Regions from separate parts of the Anas platyrhynchos genome. Here region 1 is linked to region 2. The links are chromatin contacts, called in public Hi-C maps. All regions are on one chromosome and are shown on one strand. The core of a region is the stretch at or near the end of the contact, and the rest is flanking DNA. Distances in the headings are between cores, read along the strand shown. Region 1 overlaps ABI2 (abl interactor 2). Region 2 overlaps ABI2 (abl interactor 2).

Region 1 (4,557 bases), core at 419-2,918, 62 kb before region 2:
ACTCACAGGTACGCAGCAGGTGGGCAGCACACCCTCTGTCCAAAAAGGAGCATCAGTCCTGTCGCTGCTTCCCTTCCCAAAGGCAGCTGAAAAGCCCAAGGTAAAAGTGCTGCTTGGCAGACGCTGCATTGCTGCCATCGTACCCTTTGGTTCTTGGCTGTCACGAAGAGCGCTGAAGAACCACGCAGAGCAGGGGACCAAGCATTCTGCTCATTTGCAAACACGGCGCTGGGTCTGCTGAGACAGGCATGCTGGCATAAGCAGAAGACAGGCACATCCTCTTACTCCAGAAAGCAATGCACAGCGAGAGCCCTCAAACAGCAAAGAAAAAGTTCTCAGGAGGCATGAAAGGAGAACAACCTGTTCTAGCAAGGGCTAGCTGGTTCTCAGCCTTCCTGCCACCCCGGTAAAACACCCAGCCAGAGACCAGAGGGATGGTGGGGGAGCTGTGGTGCACACCAGCAGCAATTTCCACCCACTTCCAGGAAACCTCAACTCAAGTTCCTGTTATCTCTTACAAGACAAGGGCCATGCTCCACCTCTTGCCCTCCAGTGAGAGCAGCAGCTTGTCAATGTCCGTGTCTGCGCAGCTCTCACAGGTCAGGCTAGCAAGTCCCCCGGCACTGCCTCTGCCCTCTAGTGCCTGCTCCAGCTACTGGGCATAGAGGTGCGGTCAGGATGCAGAGGCATAAAACGGCCAGCTTGGTTTTCTTGCCACTCTCAACCAGCTGCTGCAACAGCCAGTGAGGGGAACAAAGAAAAGCAATCTGAAGGAAAAAAAAAAAAACACACACGCAAAAAACAACATGAGACACATGCAACCCCAGCCACTCAGGAACAAAGGCATGAAAATAACCTGCACCCACACTAGCTGGGGACAGTCTATGACCGCCTTTCACCCAGGCATGTGGCAGAAGGAGAGCTGTAAATAGCTTTGTCCCAAGGGGGCCAAGAGCAAGGAAGAACTCTGCTACAGCAAACCAAAGCAAAATCCACAGCTACAGATTCCCGTGCACAATGAAAACATCTGGCTGGGCTAACACAGCTCTCATGAAGGGAGAAACATTCATTTTGGCCATACAGCACTCTTTGGCCTATCCTGGAGTGTCTCCTTCCCCTACCTCTCATGCACACCTGCTGCTCTGATCAACAGCTTGTGATGCAGAACACCTCCTACTATGGCAGCAGAACTCAGTGAAGAGAAGTTGTGCATCCATGTGAAATACTGAGGGTTTTTTCCACACTTCTCCCCTACCCCCCTTTTAGGAGCATATGTAAATAAGGAGGTATGGGGTGAAGGTTTTGGAGAAGACATACAAGGGACAAAACTGGAAACACAACCCTCACTGACTTCACTAGCATGCATGTAACATTAATACACAAAGCCTGTTTACCTTGGCCTGGTCTATGACCATAACATCACATCATCCCCAAACAAGCCACAGAATTAAAATCTATACAAAATAAAAAGTATGCATAAAACTCAACACATTTATTTGCATTAGTACTGCATAATAAAGCTTAAAACCAGCAGGAGGTGACCCCAAAATTCCATCCAGAGCAGCTCTTACTGGACAAACAATACCACATGCTATCTGCAGAAACCCAACTAACCTTTGGCCCATCAAGCCAAACCAGCCTTTGAAGGAGCTTGGCACATCTTCAAGGTTTTTCAGCCTCATCTTCCGTCCTGAGCTCTGACATGCATTCAGTACTTTCCAGAGTACACACTGCTCCACTCTGGTAGCTCTCAACACAGAAAACTCACAAGATATACAACCAGCTGAATGAAAATTAAGGATATGGGTGTGTATCATACACTATGAAAGTACACACTATCACCACCCATCAGTCAGAAGTATTCAAGCGCATGCTCTTACACATACTGAGTTAAAGACATGATAGCACTAATGCATGACCTCCCAGCTGGAATATGGGTGTGCAAGGAGAGAGCATTCACTCTCCTGTACTAATGTTTTAAGCTGCCAAACTCAATACGTTTGTGCACTGTGTGCTCAGTCTTCACCAAAAACAAACCAGAAACAAAACAGAAGGCAGGAAAGCTCCAATAGTCCTGGAAAACGCAATTCTTTGGTGCATAGGGGGTGGCTGTGTAATACTGCAGTGCAATCCCCCTGATCTCTAGCCATGCAAGCACCACTGCCCTATGCAGAAGCTGTAGGCCTGCCCTGTGGCAGTGGAAAAAGACATTCCAGGTACTGGACAACCAGTGTTTCTAGGTATACTCCCACAGAAATGGGCTGAGGGAACTGACGATGGCTGCTTCTGCTACTCTTGCTGCAAGACAGAAGGAAGGTAGAAGGGTATCTGTTCTGGCTAACGTTTATTCCAAATACTAATGCTGCCAGCTTCTAGAAAGAAGACAACAGCGTCTTGGCTACGCAGCTGCAGACTAAGCATGGGAGAAAGTAACTTCCATCTTTGCACTGGTTGCTTCAGAACTGTACCTCTTGCAGGCTTCCACCAAACTAGTTCCTTTTACACACTGTTACAGGAGTTAATGCCCTCTTCTGCAAGCTCACCGCAGGTACCAATAAAACTTACCGGTATCCCCCCCACACCTCACCTGTTTGTTTCCTCTTTCTTCGCCCTTGAGCAGCTCTGGCTCCTTCACACTCGAGTTTGGATGAAACCTGCACCTCCACCCTGATACTGCACTGGCTACCAAGCAAGGGGATTGTGTCAAGTCCCCCTGCCAATATTATCACAGACTCACCCTTGGCACTGCTGTCCGCACTGCTGTTACGCACAGGCCTCAGAAGAAAGCTGCAGTGTTACCTTGCCTTTGACAAGCTACCGCTGGTACCAGCTGGAACTTGGTCAGGCGACAGTCAAAAGTTGTTCAGGAAGATGCCCTGGCCCAGGAGGCTCTCACAACGCAGGGGTCATTTGTGGGCCAACAGGACTTCAACTGGAGGTTTAATTGGTTCATTCTGTTAGTGCATCACATTCACCCAAAGACAGTGTTTAGTCCTTCCTGAGGGCAGACTAATACAGCCATCATTGTACACTGATCTGCAAAGCAGAACACTGAGCAGCATTTTAACTGAAACTTAAAAAGCAAACTATTAACCCAGGGGCCTTCACTTGGTATTACTCCACCCTAGATCCACCAGTACAGCTCTAAATATCTATTTCTTCAAAATAAGCAATGGAAAGGACTGGGAAGAGAGCTAGGACTACTACTAGTTACTGCTTGGATTTCCATGGGAAACCAGTACACACAACAGCCCTTTTTACTTCCATTGAAGAGATTTTGGCAACAGACATGAAGACGACAATTGCCGTTTGTCCTGCCTCTGCACAGGGCTCTCACAGTACATATGCAAATCTAGTCATCAAGTACAAAAAGCCAATTTACAATACCTGATTGGATTTTCAAGATTATATTGTGCATAAGACTAAAGTTGGGGGTAAGTTTCTCTAGTGCAAGCACGCGTGAGTAGATCTGAACCTTAGAGATCACAGCCCCTAGAGTTTATCCTCAGACCCCAGGAGGACCTGTAAACTTCGTTTCACCTTCACCATCAATGGCATCTGTGAGTTCCGTTTAACCCAGCAGCACCCGTGGCAGGTAGCTCGGTGCAGAGCAGCACATTTACATCAGTGCATAACAAAAACCAAACCTGTTGCAATCGAAAGATGAGGCAATGTGGGTGAGGGTCCTCTGGGCTGCAGCCATCCTAATTGTCTAAACTAAAAGGTGAGTGATTCAAAGCCAGCTCTGTGTGCCCTGTGTCAGCCTACATGTGCAGAGCAGCTGCAGAAGTGTTTATGCTAAGATGTAACCACCTGTAAGGAAGTCAGATGCGCGAACGGCTTTGTGTACAAATCCCAGTGTTCCCTAGCACACGAGCGTTCTTCCAGCTGCACAGGAGTGTAGTGTAGAAACAGGAGGGACGTCCACTGGCCAGCAACCCTTCACCACACGCATCCCAGGACATCCCAAGTGCCAGGCACTGCTGCCAAAAGTAGTACCATGAGGGCGCACAGGATTCCTGAGACAGATCCCGGAGCCTGTCAGAAGTCAGAATTTAACTGAAGGGTCAGCTGCTCAAGGAGTTTGTTACATCTGAATGGGTCAGCTTAATTCACCATCAGATGGCTCAGGATAGCCTCTCTGCTGGCAGCCGGAAGAGCCATTTGTTCAAACAACTCAAATCACTATTGTTTTATAATGAGGGAAAAAAAAAAAAAAAAAAAAAGAGTGGTTGTTACAATTATCCTTCATTCAGCTATTCTGGATGGGGCCCCAGAGGCTGGTGGAAATCCGGGAAGCCCTGACAGCTCCTGCAACAGGAGATGCAGAGCTCTGTCCTCGAGTCTTCACTCTGAGTAATGCATGATGGACTCTACATAGTTCCCTGGGAAGAGCCCCGTCACTCCATTCATGACCCCTTCGTACCAACCATCATCATTCTTCTTGATGACATATATGATGGCACCTTCCTGAAATGACAGCTCATCTTCTTTGTCCTTCGTGTAGTCATAGATGGCCACCACTAAAGAACAGAGAATCAGAGTATGGACTGTTAG
Region 2 (4,734 bases), core at 754-3,253:
ATATGACTGCTGAGGGGACAGAGCCTAAAGGGTCAGTTACAGAGCTAATGCTCCACTGCAGCACATGGGAAAAATCATCCTCAACTATTGTTGCAGGCTCACTTCAGACTCGATCAGATGTTACTGGCCTACTTACGCTCTCCTCACATTTGCAAGTTTCCTCTGCAGCTACAATGGTTAGAACCATTCTCTGAGGTTTTGGTTTCTTCCTGTTTTTAATTAAAGCTCAGATTCTTAGGTACTCACATAACTCCAGGAATTTGGCCGCTGGAGCTTTTTTAATCCTGTCCTGTTTGTAATTATGCTTTAACCACATAAACCACTTTAAAAAGTTTTTATGTCTTTCTATATTTGTAGAAGCCAACAAACAACTGTTCTGTTTCTGAAATTAGCATAACTCCCTTGCATGGGAAGGATAATAAATCACATCTGTGAAGTCATCTTCCCTGCTTACACCAGCATCTGGACAAGTAATCCCCTTTCACCAGCCTATGAAGGCAGCTCCTCTTTGCACAGCTTCTCATCACCATCAGTCTGCACCTCTGTCTTTCTCTTCTCTGTCTTCCCCCTTGGCCAACACCTGGGAACATTTCAGCCCTTTCTGAACCCATAGCTATTTTCGACAGTATGGTAAGAGCGCACATCCCAGTGATGCAGGACTGACTAACAGGAGATGGAGACTGATGGCTCCCCATCATTCACAGCAGCTTCACCCACCTCAGCTTGAAACTGGCTTGACAGAGTATTTATGAGCAGAAGGCAGCCAGGCCTCCCTGCGTTGTTTCCTCTGAGAGGGAGATTAAAGGAGTCATTTATTTCAAAAGGCAAGGACGTCTGTGAATGATATGAACAAGCTTTTAGCAGGGAAGAGTTACAGCCTTAGCTGTCCCCCTCCTGCTACAAACCAGTCAAAGTCACAACCTCTGCACCCTGATTTTCTCCCTATGAACAAAAATAAGAATGACAGCACTTGCCCAAAGCACTAAAGAACATGGCTGTAATATATGGACAGGGCCAAGCAAAAGGCTGGTATTGTTAAGTGGCTCTTTCTGTCTTATTTGAAGGTGCACACACCAAGGGCCATGACTTATGCCTGATACAGGCTTGACGCTGATCTGGTGTAAGGTGCAAGCATGAAGGGGTTGCTCTGTAAACTCAACAGTGCATGTAGCTTCCAGCTCATTTTGACCAGCTCATTCTAGATTGCAACACACACACACACACTCAAAGAGTCAAGTTGTAGGTGATGCTTACATGTATTTCAAGTAACATTTCTGAATGTGTATACAACAAAGAACTGAATGGTTACAGTTACCTATGAGTAATAGTTGAGGGAAACTTGGGGAAACAGTCTGCCAAGAGCTTGATTATGTCTTGAAAATATGAGAGGCAGGCCACAGGGGTGAGCAGCACCATCCAACCCTGCCCCATGACACCAGAAAACACCTGTTCACCATCCACCAGGTTTTCTGAAATGGATCCAGAGCTACCTAGAAAAGACTCACAAGCACTATTTGTTCTTGTCTGTGTTTTGCTTCTAATATCTATTCCGTACGAATCCTTCCTTCATGAAGATTGTTTAGAAATATCAGAGGTGAAACTCATTATGCTCTTATGAAGAAACTGTGTTTTAGATATCTGTTTTTTCTGTACCCTAGATTCTGTGCCTCTAAGTGGCATGTCCTGCAGGGTGCATGCATTCCCACAGGGCTGAGCTGTACCAGAAGAGTGAGTATTTCAGATCTGAATCATTTTGAACACAGGGGGCCAAATTCCTCCCCCGTGTAAGCTGGCAGAGCCAAAGGTAGAGGGTGACCCATTTCTGCATTCTGCTCTTCAATCTCCCACTACAGACTATGGACACGAAGTTCCTTGCTGATGGCCTTGCTGATGTCTCCGAGGGTTCACACACTGATTTGGTGGGACCTGGGCCTTTAACTGGGAATGTGGGGATGATATCAAATGCAGGAGTATGAGGCATTTTCTCTCCCCCACATAGCCAGCTCTGTCTGGTACACACAGTGCAAAACAGGGCATACCATGTGACAGACGCATTGTGAACATCAGTCACAAGTGAAATACTTAGGTTATTCCAACACTAGCCCAAACACCTGCACTCCTTGAAAAAAAAAACAACCATACAAGCCTAAGTTATGAACTGCTTCTCCTCACCCAACTGTTTTTACTCATCATCCAGGAATCCTCACTTTGTCCACATAACTTTTAGTGTTACTTAGTTTAGTATTTATTGGGTTATGTGCTTTTTAAAAAAATGTTATTCTTGAGGACATGTTAACTTCTGCTCATTTTAAGGTTTCCTGAGTTGGAGTCCTTGTTTCTCAAATCACAATGTACTGACCAAAAAGCAGATCCTCTGCCTCGCCCTTATCTCTCTGGCTGCAGACTGCCACGTCTCCTTTCCCACAGATGACCAGGAAACTGCACAAGGACAGCTGACATGTATGTGTTGGCTTAAACACATTTTACTTGAGGTCCTGAGAAAACATTCTCTCCTTCCACCACTTGTCTTGCACAGAAGTTCAGATTTAACTCCTCTTTGTAGAGAAGAATAAAAATAGAAATGTTTCTATGGGCTTGTGGTTTTACTGGTGGGTACCTGGTCACCCCACAAAATAAGCTTATCTGTCTAGCTATGAAAAACTGTTTCTCCAGCTCTTCCTTTAAAGCACTTACAAGCACCATCCTGCATCGGCATGCTTTGCAAACTACATGTACTTGCAGATCAGCGTAACGTTAGTCCTTCTAGTTAAAGCAGTGACCTGATTCTCAGGTAATACAGGGCCACTTCAAAGAACTGGCACAGATTTCTTATATGAGCTAAGTTGCCTCTCTCTTTACAGGCATTTTTTCTCCCCTTCTTTGTCTCTTTAGAACTGGACTTTCCAAGGAGCCCAATGGATTGACGCCCCCGATTTCAGATGGGGCAGGGTATTTCACCTATTTTGCAAATGCCAGTCTTAGGTAGCAAGCTTCCAGTGGGTTGGAGCTGAGCTGAGCGTGCAGCTGCAGTATACAGCAGCTTGTAACATTGGCTTTAAGACCTATCAGACTACTGGTTCCAAAGCTAGGGAATAGGATTGCTGCAGAAGACAACCCTAGCATGGAGCCAGAGGTGAATTTAGGGTTCACAGGCCACAGGTTGGTTGCCCTTCACCTAACAGTCTGCAGCTGAGCTATTACTGAGGGATAAATAAAAGCTGAGCTCTACTGCTCAAAGTCATCATACAGGTCTGTGCAGATCCCTGGCCTCACATTTTTTGTATCAGGAACACCAAAGCAATTCATCCTCTCCAAACAGCCCTGTTCCTTGTTGTATGCGCTCGCTACCCATGGAGCTCAGCTATGCGCTAGTTCCCCTCCTTCTCTCTCTGTGCTTTTCTGCAGTGTATACTTGCTAAATATAATCTGACAGCTTACTTACTCAGGTCCACAGCCTCAACACCCATGCATTGCTTCTCTGTGCCAGCAGCTCTATTTTACAAGTCAAGCCCTAGTCTCCCTCCCAGCTCATCTTGCATGAGGAATGAGACCATCCTCATGTCCTCTCCCTTTTCACACTCCACTCTTCTCTTCTGTTGGAAGGGGCTCACACAGCCATTTGCAGTAGCACACCCCTCCATTACCTAGCAGCCTCAGAGCCACACAACCAAGAATTAACTGTTGTGGTTGTTTTGTACAGGCAGCCCTCAGCTCTACTTAGTTTGTCTTCCTCCACTAGTCCTACTTTTGTCTTAATTCTAAGTCTCCCTGAAGCCATAATACATGTATAATTTCATTGCATAAGGGGGCTCTCACATCCATGCGGTATCTCACTATTTTTACAAAAGTGCCCATATTCCTCCATTGTGCATCCACTGAAATGTCCCACTGAAATCTGCTTTGTAGTTGTATTACCTGGCCTACTGTACACCAAATCTCAGGGACCCACTTATTCTAGAAAACTCTGGTCCGTGTCTCTATATGCAATATCTCCAGCCAAAGGATTCATTTAATCACCTGCTAGCTGTACTCTTTGATTCAGGAATTCATTGAGTGTTGTTTAAATATATACATTGCTAGGATGAAGAGACTGATTTGGGGCAGAGACTGGCTATCATTTCTAATATGTAGGAAGGGAAGGAGAGAAGCACACATATACTGCCAGGCTACTTTTGTTCCTCTATTGTCAATCTGATTTTTCAAGCTGTTTTTATACAAAGAAAAAAAAAAAGCAGACCAGAGAAATCCTTATCTTAAAAAAATGTCTGGGAGCTCAGTGAGTTCAGCAGTTCTTAGGATAAAATACCCGCAGTAGCCTTCCCCCTCCCCTACCTCCTCAGGAACCAGCAGTATTTCTCACTGCTTTCCATTAACTACTTTTATTATCTGAATGTCTGCCCACATGAGTAATTGAGTGAGTCACATCGACAAAAGACTTGGAGTTTTATGAGGAAGCTGCACGGTTACATTTTTTTTAAATCACAGTTTAATTTACAGAATGAGGATTTTTAGCTGTGATGACAATTTCAAGACCAGTGCAGTAGTGGGAGAAAGAAACACAGAGGTGATAAGGATTTCTAGTTCTTGAGGGTAATTAAGAAAATGTGATTGCTCGACTCAGTTTACCACACCAGAACAGTACAGCTCTAAGATATATAAAGGCTAATGCAGGATGTAGGTTTTGCAGTGTTTTTACCTTTACTGGGTAAAGTGACCAATAAGCTTCCTCAAACA

Evidence for each region. A called contact is a pair of places that touch in the nucleus more often than the background predicts.
Region 1: a Hi-C map of F5 follicle shows a contact between it and region 2, with 3 times the contacts expected there. The contact joins two enhancer-like sites. A contact is called at or near these places in 2 of 8 Hi-C or Micro-C datasets (F5 follicle and small yellow follicle).

What each region holds. Positions count from the first base shown.
Region 1 is chr7:26,152,767-26,157,323 of IASCAAS_PekinDuck_T2T, reverse strand. ABI2 (abl interactor 2) reads right to left here. Exons shown (of 12, transcript XM_072041058.1): 12 at 1-4,523. The coding sequence ends at 4,348. Among named protein-coding and RNA genes, the nearest start is that of ABI2, 72 kb to the right of the region's middle. Within about 2 kb of position 1,668, at least 4 of the 8 cell types and tissues checked have an H3K27ac peak or open chromatin away from gene starts, as enhancers often do. A contact at or near this core is called in F5 follicle and small yellow follicle, where this site is marked.
Region 2 is chr7:26,090,425-26,095,158 of IASCAAS_PekinDuck_T2T, reverse strand. The region is part of intron 1 of ABI2 (abl interactor 2); the gene reads right to left. Among named protein-coding and RNA genes, the nearest start is that of ABI2, 9.8 kb to the right of the region's middle. Within about 2 kb of position 2,003, at least 5 of the 8 cell types and tissues checked have an H3K27ac peak or open chromatin away from gene starts, as enhancers often do. A contact at or near this core is called in F5 follicle and small yellow follicle, where this site is marked.